Linked DNA regions of Mus musculus: regions 2 and 3 are each linked to region 1. The links are chromatin contacts, called in public HiChIP or PLAC-seq maps. All regions are on one chromosome and are shown on one strand. Each heading gives the region's core, a stretch centred on a gene start, on an enhancer-like site or on the middle of the called end of the contact. The rest is flanking DNA. Distances are from core to core; before and after follow the strand shown. Region 1 holds the start of Ndn (necdin). Region 2 has its middle 48 kb from the start of Gm42395. Region 3 has its middle 76 kb from the start of Gm42395.

Region 1 (2,700 bases), core at 90-2,589:
ACGAAAGCACAAAAGTGAAAGTACCAAATACTTATCACACATGCATCAATCTTAAACACTACACGAGTACACAAATGAATAGCATTACAAGGTACAAAAGCACTGTATGGAAAACTTAAAAATTATACATGAAATACTGCACTGTGGATTTGGGATACTCTAATGACTCAACCCCACCCTTACACAGCCCTAGTATGGGTCAGAAACTATCAGTGTGCCCCTGGACCTTTTTAGTCCTCAGAGACACTGCTGCGGGGGGCCTGGGCAGCAAGATTAGCCTCCCGCAGAGCTCTGGCCTGCTCCAGAGCCTCCCTGTATCGGGAAGGCCACGCCTGGGGATCTTTCTTGAAGACTCTGGCCAGGAACTCCATGATCTGCATCTTGGTGATTTCACGGTTAGCTCTGGACCCCCAGAAGAACTCGTACTCGGGAGGCTCGATGTGGGGCACACGCTGGTACTTCAGGTAATTCTGCTGGACGAACTCCTCGGTGATTATCTTCCTCACGTCTCCGAAGGTGGAGTGCTTCTTCCAGGGCCTCAGCCCCAGGATGCGCAGCACATTCCAGACCGCACCCTCTCTGGCCCCGCGGCCCTTCACATAGATGAGGCTCAGGATCATGAGCAGGAGGCCTGTCATGGGCATACGGTTGTTGAGCGCCACCCTGTCTAGCTCCTCTGGGCTGAGGGCTTTGACCAGGGCAAACTCCATGGTGTGGAGATTGGTCAGCCTCAGGTGCAGCCCGAACACTCTGGCGAGGATGACGCTGGTGCGCCTGAGGATGCTTCTGCACCATTTCTTGTAGCTGCCCATGACCTCTTTCACCATGTCTGGAAACCAGAGGACCATCCTCTTCTGGTCCTTCACCAACACGTACCACATGAGCTCGTGCGCCTTCTGCACCAGCTGGGCAGGGGCTGGCGGTGCTGGGATCGGCCGGGCTGGACTCTGGGGCTGGTGGGCGCGGCCCTCCTCTGCGGCCTGCTGCAGGATTTTAGGGTCAACATCTTCTATCCGTTCTTCGGGCGGTGGCGAGGCCTGTTGGGCTGCCATAGGGCCTTCGGGAGCGCACGGTGGCCCTGCGAGGTTAGCGGCCAGAGAAGCGGGAGGAGGGATCCCCACCGGAACGGCATCGCTGTCCTGCATCTCACAGTCGGGGACCTCGGCTGCAAAGTTAGGGTCGCTCAGGTCCTTACTTTGTTCCGACATGTCTGCGCCTTCGGATCAGAGCAGGACCGATGCGGCTTGGAGCTCTTGGAGCGGGCACTCCCTCGGTGGAGACCAGCAGAGGAAGTGCGCTTTACTGAGCACTGCGCCTTCCGCAGCAGCGGGCGGGCGGGGCTGATGCGATATTGCGCATGCGTGTTGGGAAGCCAGAAGGGTGGTAGGGCTGGAAAGGAGCGAAGCAGCAAAGCCCAACCACTGGGGTCTAAGGGAGGGTACCACTAGGCTTATGTAAAAGATTTCCTGGTCTCCTGTATGGCACAGAACTAGATGATGGTAGGGAAAGAAACAAGTTGAAGGAGAAAGATGTAGCTGAGATGGTGAAGTTAAGTTCGGACACACTGAGTTTGTGCAAAATCAAATTAAATGTGAAGGTCCTGGAGAAAGACTTAATTCTTGATTTTGGTTTTTCTACAAAAGAATAAGAGAAACAGAAATGACTTTTTTTTCTTTTTTCTTTTGGAAAGCTGTACCTTATGATGATGATGAGTTGTTTAAGATTGGAATATTGAGAAATTATTAATAGAGATAAATTCTTACATATCTGAATGCAGATCAAACAAGGAAGAATGTAAAGTGTAGTTACAGACACTGGAGATAAATCCATGTGAGATTTGAATGTTCTAGAAGTAGTAGATTCATATAGCATAATTGATGGGAGTTTAAAATTTTAATTAAAATGAGACTTGGTTCAGTGGTTAAGAGCTTTTGCAGTTCAAGCATGAGAACCAGAATTTAAATCCCCCAGGCCCCACATGAAAATGAGGGATATATAAAATATATATATATGCATTCATTCATCATTGGATGCTCAGTTTGTTGGTTTTGAATTATTTTAATAACTATAGATTTGGGCTCTCCATTTCTATTAGGTCACTTTGTTTTCATCTAAAGCTTCCGTTAAGATTCTAGTGGAAAATGATCAACATATTTATTAATACACATTTTATGACAGTGTATTTTTCATATTTTCCCACTACCTTTTTGCCCTGCTCACTGCATCTTCTGCGTTTATAAGAAATCTTCTACTTCTTAAATTATGTCATTCACAAATGACTAATTCCATGTTGGGAGCACATCCAAATCTTTCCCAATATATTTTAAATGCAGCTCTTTTCGATACCTAACAGTCTCTCATGAATAAGATGCAACATATTGGTGTCCAAAAATAAAAAGGTAGATCGAGAGGTCATCTAAAGCTGATATTTCCTCAAACTCTCCTTTATACAATGACCATTGTTGAAGCTTCCAAAGCCAGAAGTCCTTAGATTTGATCATCTTTCTTGTTCTGAAATAATGGAATTCCTTAGCCCTTCTCATCACTTAAAGCGGACAGATTTAAGATATCATGTTGGCATTCCTAGGTTCTAAAATATGTTTGTTTAGATATAACAGCTATCTTTTACCCAGAATAGTTATGGCAAGAAGCGATTCAGAGTTTTCCAGATTTGAGAATATTTGCACATGTACAATAACT
Region 2 (2,700 bases), core at 59-2,558, 86 kb after region 1:
TGTTACCTTTATTGTAATAAAACATGAGTGGGTAGGTTGCCTGGTAAAACAAGCATATATTCATGGATTTACTGAGGAGAGGTCTTCTTTCTATTGTTAGAGTAATAACAAAATGCATCATTAGAGGCAGAGAATGATCACCTCCCACCCTCTTATTAGTAACTAATCCATGCAAGATCACCAAGCAAACTATGTGGTGAAAAGGACTTGGATATCTCTAAACATCACAGTGAAAAATACATCTATTTTCTATTATGTGTTATAATGAAACCCATCCAAACACGGCATCAAAGAGAAAGGCAACCCACTGCCCTAGACAAAAGGATAATCATTATATGTGTACACCTGAATCGAATACCCTGATTGTGGGACTGAGGATATATATTAATATGTCTCAGTTGGATTCCCTTCGAAACTATAATGCCATCATATTTGTGCAGTAATAAAGGAAATATGTGAAGATGGATTGTCAGTGGATAAATAGGAGTGGAGGTGGATGGATAAATAGCGGGCAAGAATGCTAATCTGCCAAATTGTAAATAATTGGTGAATTTAGGTGAAGCTATTATAGAAGACTACTTTATTATCCTTTCAACATTTCCAGGGGTTTGAAATTTTTCAAAATAAGTAAGTAGGAGAAGAAAGAGGAAAATAACATGAAAAAAGAGCTTTGTTTTGTTCTGGGTTGGGCGAGTGATTCATCTTTGCTGCTTTCTGTCCTGTATAGGTCGCTGACCCTTAAAAGCCTCTTCTGGTCAGGCTCAGGGATTGGATGTTGTGAAATGGCCATATTGTCACCAGACTGATTGGAGTTTTTCCTTCTCTCTCTCTCTCTCTCTCTCTCTCTCTCTCTCTCTCTCTCTCTCTCTCTCTCTCTCTCCCTTCCTCCCTCCCTCCCTCCCTCCCTCCCTCCCTCCCTCCCTCCCTCCCTCCCTCCCTCCCTCCCTCCCTTCCTTCCTTCCTTCCTTCCTTTCTTCTTTCTTTTTTACTCAGAAAGGTGCTGTATCCAGGCTAATGGGGAAAAACAGGATGGAGGGAGGAAGGCGAATGAGTCAGTTGCCATGGCACCGAGCACTGAAGGGCCCCTCTTGCCTGGGTTTGACGTGTGTTTATAATCCCGAGAGGTGATGGGGGTGGGGAAAAAGAGGAAAAAAGATGGGGGCTTAATTTGCTCTCACAGATTCCGGCTGCCCACGGGGCTTATTATCCTTGATTGCCTGTTTTCTGCTTTTTGTCACCATGGAGACAAGTGAAAACGTGATTCTACCCAGATTCACTCACTTTGTTTGATGAATGCCTGGCCCTGCTGGCCCTGCTGGGCCTCTGTGGTAGGACAGGGTCCCTACAGAATGTGTGGGTGTAAAGCTCTGTGATTAGAAGGGTGGCAACCATGAGGAGTGCTGTGACCCTGCGGGTAGGGGTGTTAAGATGTCCTTAGGGGTTTTGCTGGAACAGAGTTGCCTCATTTCCTGGTCAGTACATTTCAGTCAGTCTTATTTTCAAGGCTGTGGTTTGAAAGCAACTTCTCTCTCTCTCTCTCTGTCTCTCTGTCTCTCTGTCTCTCTGTCTCTCTCTCTCTCTCTCTCTCTCTCTATCTATCTATCTATCTATCTCGATGTGTGTGTGTGTGTGTGTGTGTGTGTGTGTGTGTGTGTGTATGCACTTGAGGAGTCTATTCTGTTTCTGCAAGGCATTCAGAATTGTTACCCCTTTCCGCACTTTCTGTGGAGCATTTTTGTCATATACACAGATTCTGTTCACTAGAATAGATCAGGTGGCAATGGCCTGGTGATGAAATGGAAAATTTGTAGTTGATAGGTAAGCATTGGTAGACAAGGACACCACAGTTTTCATTATAAGGGGGTCCTGAGAGAACTTGTTTTGATAAGTGCTGAAATGAATGTGATGACCCATTCCCCAGGTGTTTGAAATAAATGGTTGGGAAGGTGAATGTTCCTAGCACCAACCATTTGAAAAACACTGGAGTCTTTGCAAGTATCATCATCCCCTTCATGGTTCCATAATCAGGAAAAGTTTTGGCTCCCTTTTGGCTTTTCACCTAATGAAATCATGAGTTGACCACACAGAAGAAGGATAGACAAAATGAAGAGACAAACACTCAATTTATAAAGATGTAAGCCTTCATTATCCAGGAAAGGGTATTACTCAAGAGTCAATGGAATAAAGATATCAATTCTACCCAAAATGATTTAAATATTTAAAATAATCATGATCAAATGTGCATTACTATTTTTCCACAGAAACAACAACAACAACAAAAAAGATGGGACTAAGAAATATTGCAAATAGCCAAGACAATCTTTAGGAAAAGGATTGAATCTCAAAATATTGTGTCATATATGATTTCAAATATATTACAAAGATTGGTAAGTAAAACACTATAAAACTAGCATAAAATAGAAATTCAACAAATAGAATAGGATAAGGAACCACCAGTAAAGCTGCATTCTTATGGCCACTTAGCTTTTACCTCTGGTATCCAAACACAACAATGAGAAAGCATTCAGCAAACAGCATAGGTAAATGATTATAAATATTGGCAAACATATGAAGAAAAGCAAATCTTTAAGTTTTAAATTTTTATTTACTCAAAGCACATGCACAATATGTAGGGTGCATTTATGGAGGAGTCAAGAGAAAAGTTAATGAATTCAGCTGATGTTTTCCATCTTATGTGGC
Region 3 (2,700 bases), core at 11-2,510, 110 kb after region 1:
CCCCCCCATTCAGGCTGCTTTAATCTCCCTGTGGGGCTTTCTAATGTAATTTTAAGACATAAAATGTATTCATGATCACACCAATAATTACATGCTTGGAAAATAAAATGATTTTCTTATTCCCCATTAACATTAATTGTTTCCAGAACTTTAGCCTCTGGCAAGAGCCTATCAGTGCCGTAGGGCAGCAATGCCCATGGGACTAAGCTGTTGTAGACTAGGAGCATGGAAATACAAATCATAAATACACACATTTAGATCTTGTGTTGCCATGATTTGATTTTTCATATAATTTGCCTAGTTCCCCATCACCTCAGCAGCCTTTTCTTCCAGTGATTTATAGACATTCCTTCTATAATACAGTTACAAAATTTGCAAAGGTTTCCAATAAGCCTATATGTTATCTTTTTCACTTCTTTTAAGCTACCTTTTCTAGTTCCAGATCACTAGCCTTATTTATTTTTTAATGATATGAGATAGCATTTTAGCTACAGTTTCTCCCAATGGAAGTTAACCAAATGTTGTGAAATGATTTTTAATATCTCAACCATATGCAATTGGGAATTATTTGAATTTGTTTGGATAAATCTCCATGTATACATAGATTAAATACAGATCTTGTTCCTCCCTATCCCTCCTTTTAAATTTTTTTCTTCAACCCCATGAACGCTGGGATTACAGGTTTTTGCCTCTAACTCCACAATGGCTTTTTAAAAAGTGATCATTTATATTTATGGGATGAAAATTCTCTAAATAAGGTGTTTTTTTTTTTTTAATGTTTCCCCAGTTGGCTCCACCAATTCACTTGTGGCAGATCTTCTGACCCCTGTGTAAAAGAGTAAAATTGGAGATAATTAAAATTTGACGGGATACTTTTCTAATTGATTCCTCTTGTCGTCGGAAATGTTTTCAGTGCTATGACGCCTGCTCTCTCCCATGCCAAATGTCAGCCACTTGCCCAAATCCGATGCAGCAACCTTTTCCAAGACCTTTTATATATTATTTCTGTAGATTGCAAAATAGTAGGTCCCAGAGAAAGGTCTAGTTTTTGGCTCTACTGTCCATTTAGACCATTTCTTAAGAATGTGCGAGATCTGGAGTATGAATGATTGCAGATAACGGATTGTGCTTTCAGGGTCCCGAGACACTCGCTCTAATACAGCTGTGTTTTCAGCCTCCCAAGAGTTCCTGCTTTCCCCTCCACCCAAATTCTCAAACATCTGCTTGTAACCAAAGGAACAAATCCTCACTTCCTTGAGGAGGAATGAACCCCTGGCAAATCCAAGTTGGCTGTTTCAAAGAGATTTTTCTTCCCATTTCCTTTATGGTGGTTGGGAGCCTTCTCTAATCATGTTACAGTGCCATCTAGCAACCAGAACAGGAAGTCTCTAGATGGAGTAAAGTGCCTGCAATATAGGCAGCTGCTGATAAAAACAGCCCCCGCACATCGGAAACAGACGAGGGGACGATATGTGAAGCAGAGTATTTAAAAAAAATCATACCAACTACAAATATTTAAATAATATACCACTGTGTGAAATATCCAATACTTTGTGACCCCTAGCTTAACCAGATGAAATCTTTATTTCAAATTGACTCTCAAAAGGAACTGATGATGACTCTAAATACACAATCCTATGTGTCTATGGAAATTCACAGATTGATTTTACATTGTGATTTAAAATTGTTCTCAATTTGTAAAATCTCACAGACCACTTTATTAATCACAGTATGTGTTATAAAGTCTGTGATACCTAAGATCATAGGCACTATGTATTGTAGTCATTCATATATTCATAGAGAACTAGAACATTTCTAATGTTTCTGCTATTGCAAATGATGCTGACAATCACAAAATTTTTAGTTCTTTTTGGAAAAAAATAGACTGGTGCAGAAGCAAAATAGGATATTTTACATTTTGCAATGTATTGTAAAAGTCTTTACTTTTAGAGGTTTCTATGAGATCACAAAAAACAATGGCTTTATTATAGACTTGCTCTGATTTCAAAAAAGGAAACTCGGAGGCCTCTCAGTCTCGTTCCTTTATCTGGACAACTAATCCCTCGAAACCCTCTCTGTTGCTGGCAAGGGGTGAACATTTGAGGACTTGCCTGTGTGATTCAGACACATGGAGACCAAGATATTAATGATGAGGCCGCCGATTGTGAAATTAAGCACTTCCAGGGAAAGTAAGTTTCATGGCCATGTGTATCCACGTTGCGTTCCAAGGAAGTGAGGGCCCGGGAGCTTTGTGATGGAGAGCAAAGAAAGCAAAAGCAAATGGAGCGATTCATTGTGATCACCTTGCTGTCTGCCAATAAAGCACTTCAGAAGTCTGTTTCAGAGACTAATTGTTTTGCTTTTCGCCTTTTCTTTTTGTTTTGTTTTGTTTTGTTATTTGCCTTTCATTCTTCCTAACACTATTCATAGTTCCTAACCTGTCATTTCATTTTAAGATCCTGCTATTTATTTATTTACTTATCTATTTACCTAACAAAAATCTCTTAAAACTCTGATGATTATATGATCCTGTTTTACAAGCTTGGGGCATGTTGGTGTGTAAAATAAAGGTACCTGCTTCCTTGTAGATTTTAATCAGGCTCTCACCAGATTTGCATGTTATGTTTATTAATACAGTGAATAAAAAGCGATACATAAAGCAGACCAAAAAAATCAAAGCACACAGAGGCAAGGTTGAGT

The links. HiChIP or PLAC-seq counts read pairs in DNA pulled down with a chosen protein or histone mark.
Region 2: a contact with region 1 is called in an H3K4me3 HiChIP or PLAC-seq map of embryonic forebrain, with 4 times the contacts expected there. The contact joins the enhancer-like site here to the promoter of Ndn in region 1. A contact is called at or near these places in 5 of 39 promoter capture datasets (cranial neural crest, embryonic stem cells, frontonasal cranial neural crest and 1 more), 1 of 484 Hi-C or Micro-C datasets (nephron progenitors), 6 of 115 datasets of contacts at active chromatin or transcription factors (embryonic basal ganglia, embryonic forebrain, embryonic hindbrain and 3 more) and 1 of 9 other capture datasets (pancreatic islet).
Region 3: an H3K4me3 HiChIP or PLAC-seq map of embryonic forebrain shows a contact between it and region 1, with 6 times the contacts expected there. The contact joins the enhancer-like site here to the promoter of Ndn in region 1. A contact is called at or near these places in 11 of 39 promoter capture datasets (cranial neural crest, embryonic stem cells, epiblast stem cells and 6 more), 3 of 484 Hi-C or Micro-C datasets (embryonic stem cells and nephron progenitors), 15 of 115 datasets of contacts at active chromatin or transcription factors (craniofacial prominence, embryonic basal ganglia, embryonic forebrain and 7 more) and 3 of 9 other capture datasets (adipose tissue, liver and pancreatic islet).

The regions. Positions count from the first base shown.
Region 1 is chr7:62,346,916-62,349,615 of GRCm38.p6, reverse strand. Ndn (necdin) reads right to left here and starts at 1,339. Exons shown (of 1, transcript NM_010882.3): 1 at 1-1,339. The coding sequence starts at 1,208. The coding sequence ends at 231. All of the region lies in intron 1 of Gm32061 (predicted gene, 32061), which reads left to right.
Region 2 is chr7:62,260,424-62,263,123 of GRCm38.p6, reverse strand. No RefSeq gene overlaps it. Among named protein-coding and RNA genes, the nearest start is that of Gm42395, 48 kb to the left of the region's middle. Within about 2 kb of position 1,308, at least 28 of the 459 cell types and tissues checked have an H3K27ac peak or open chromatin away from gene starts, as enhancers often do. A contact at or near this core is called in embryonic basal ganglia, embryonic forebrain and second pharyngeal arch cranial neural crest, where this site is marked.
Region 3 is chr7:62,232,866-62,235,565 of GRCm38.p6, reverse strand. No RefSeq gene overlaps it. Among named protein-coding and RNA genes, the nearest start is that of Gm42395, 76 kb to the left of the region's middle. Within about 2 kb of position 1,260, at least 3 of the 459 cell types and tissues checked have an H3K27ac peak or open chromatin away from gene starts, as enhancers often do.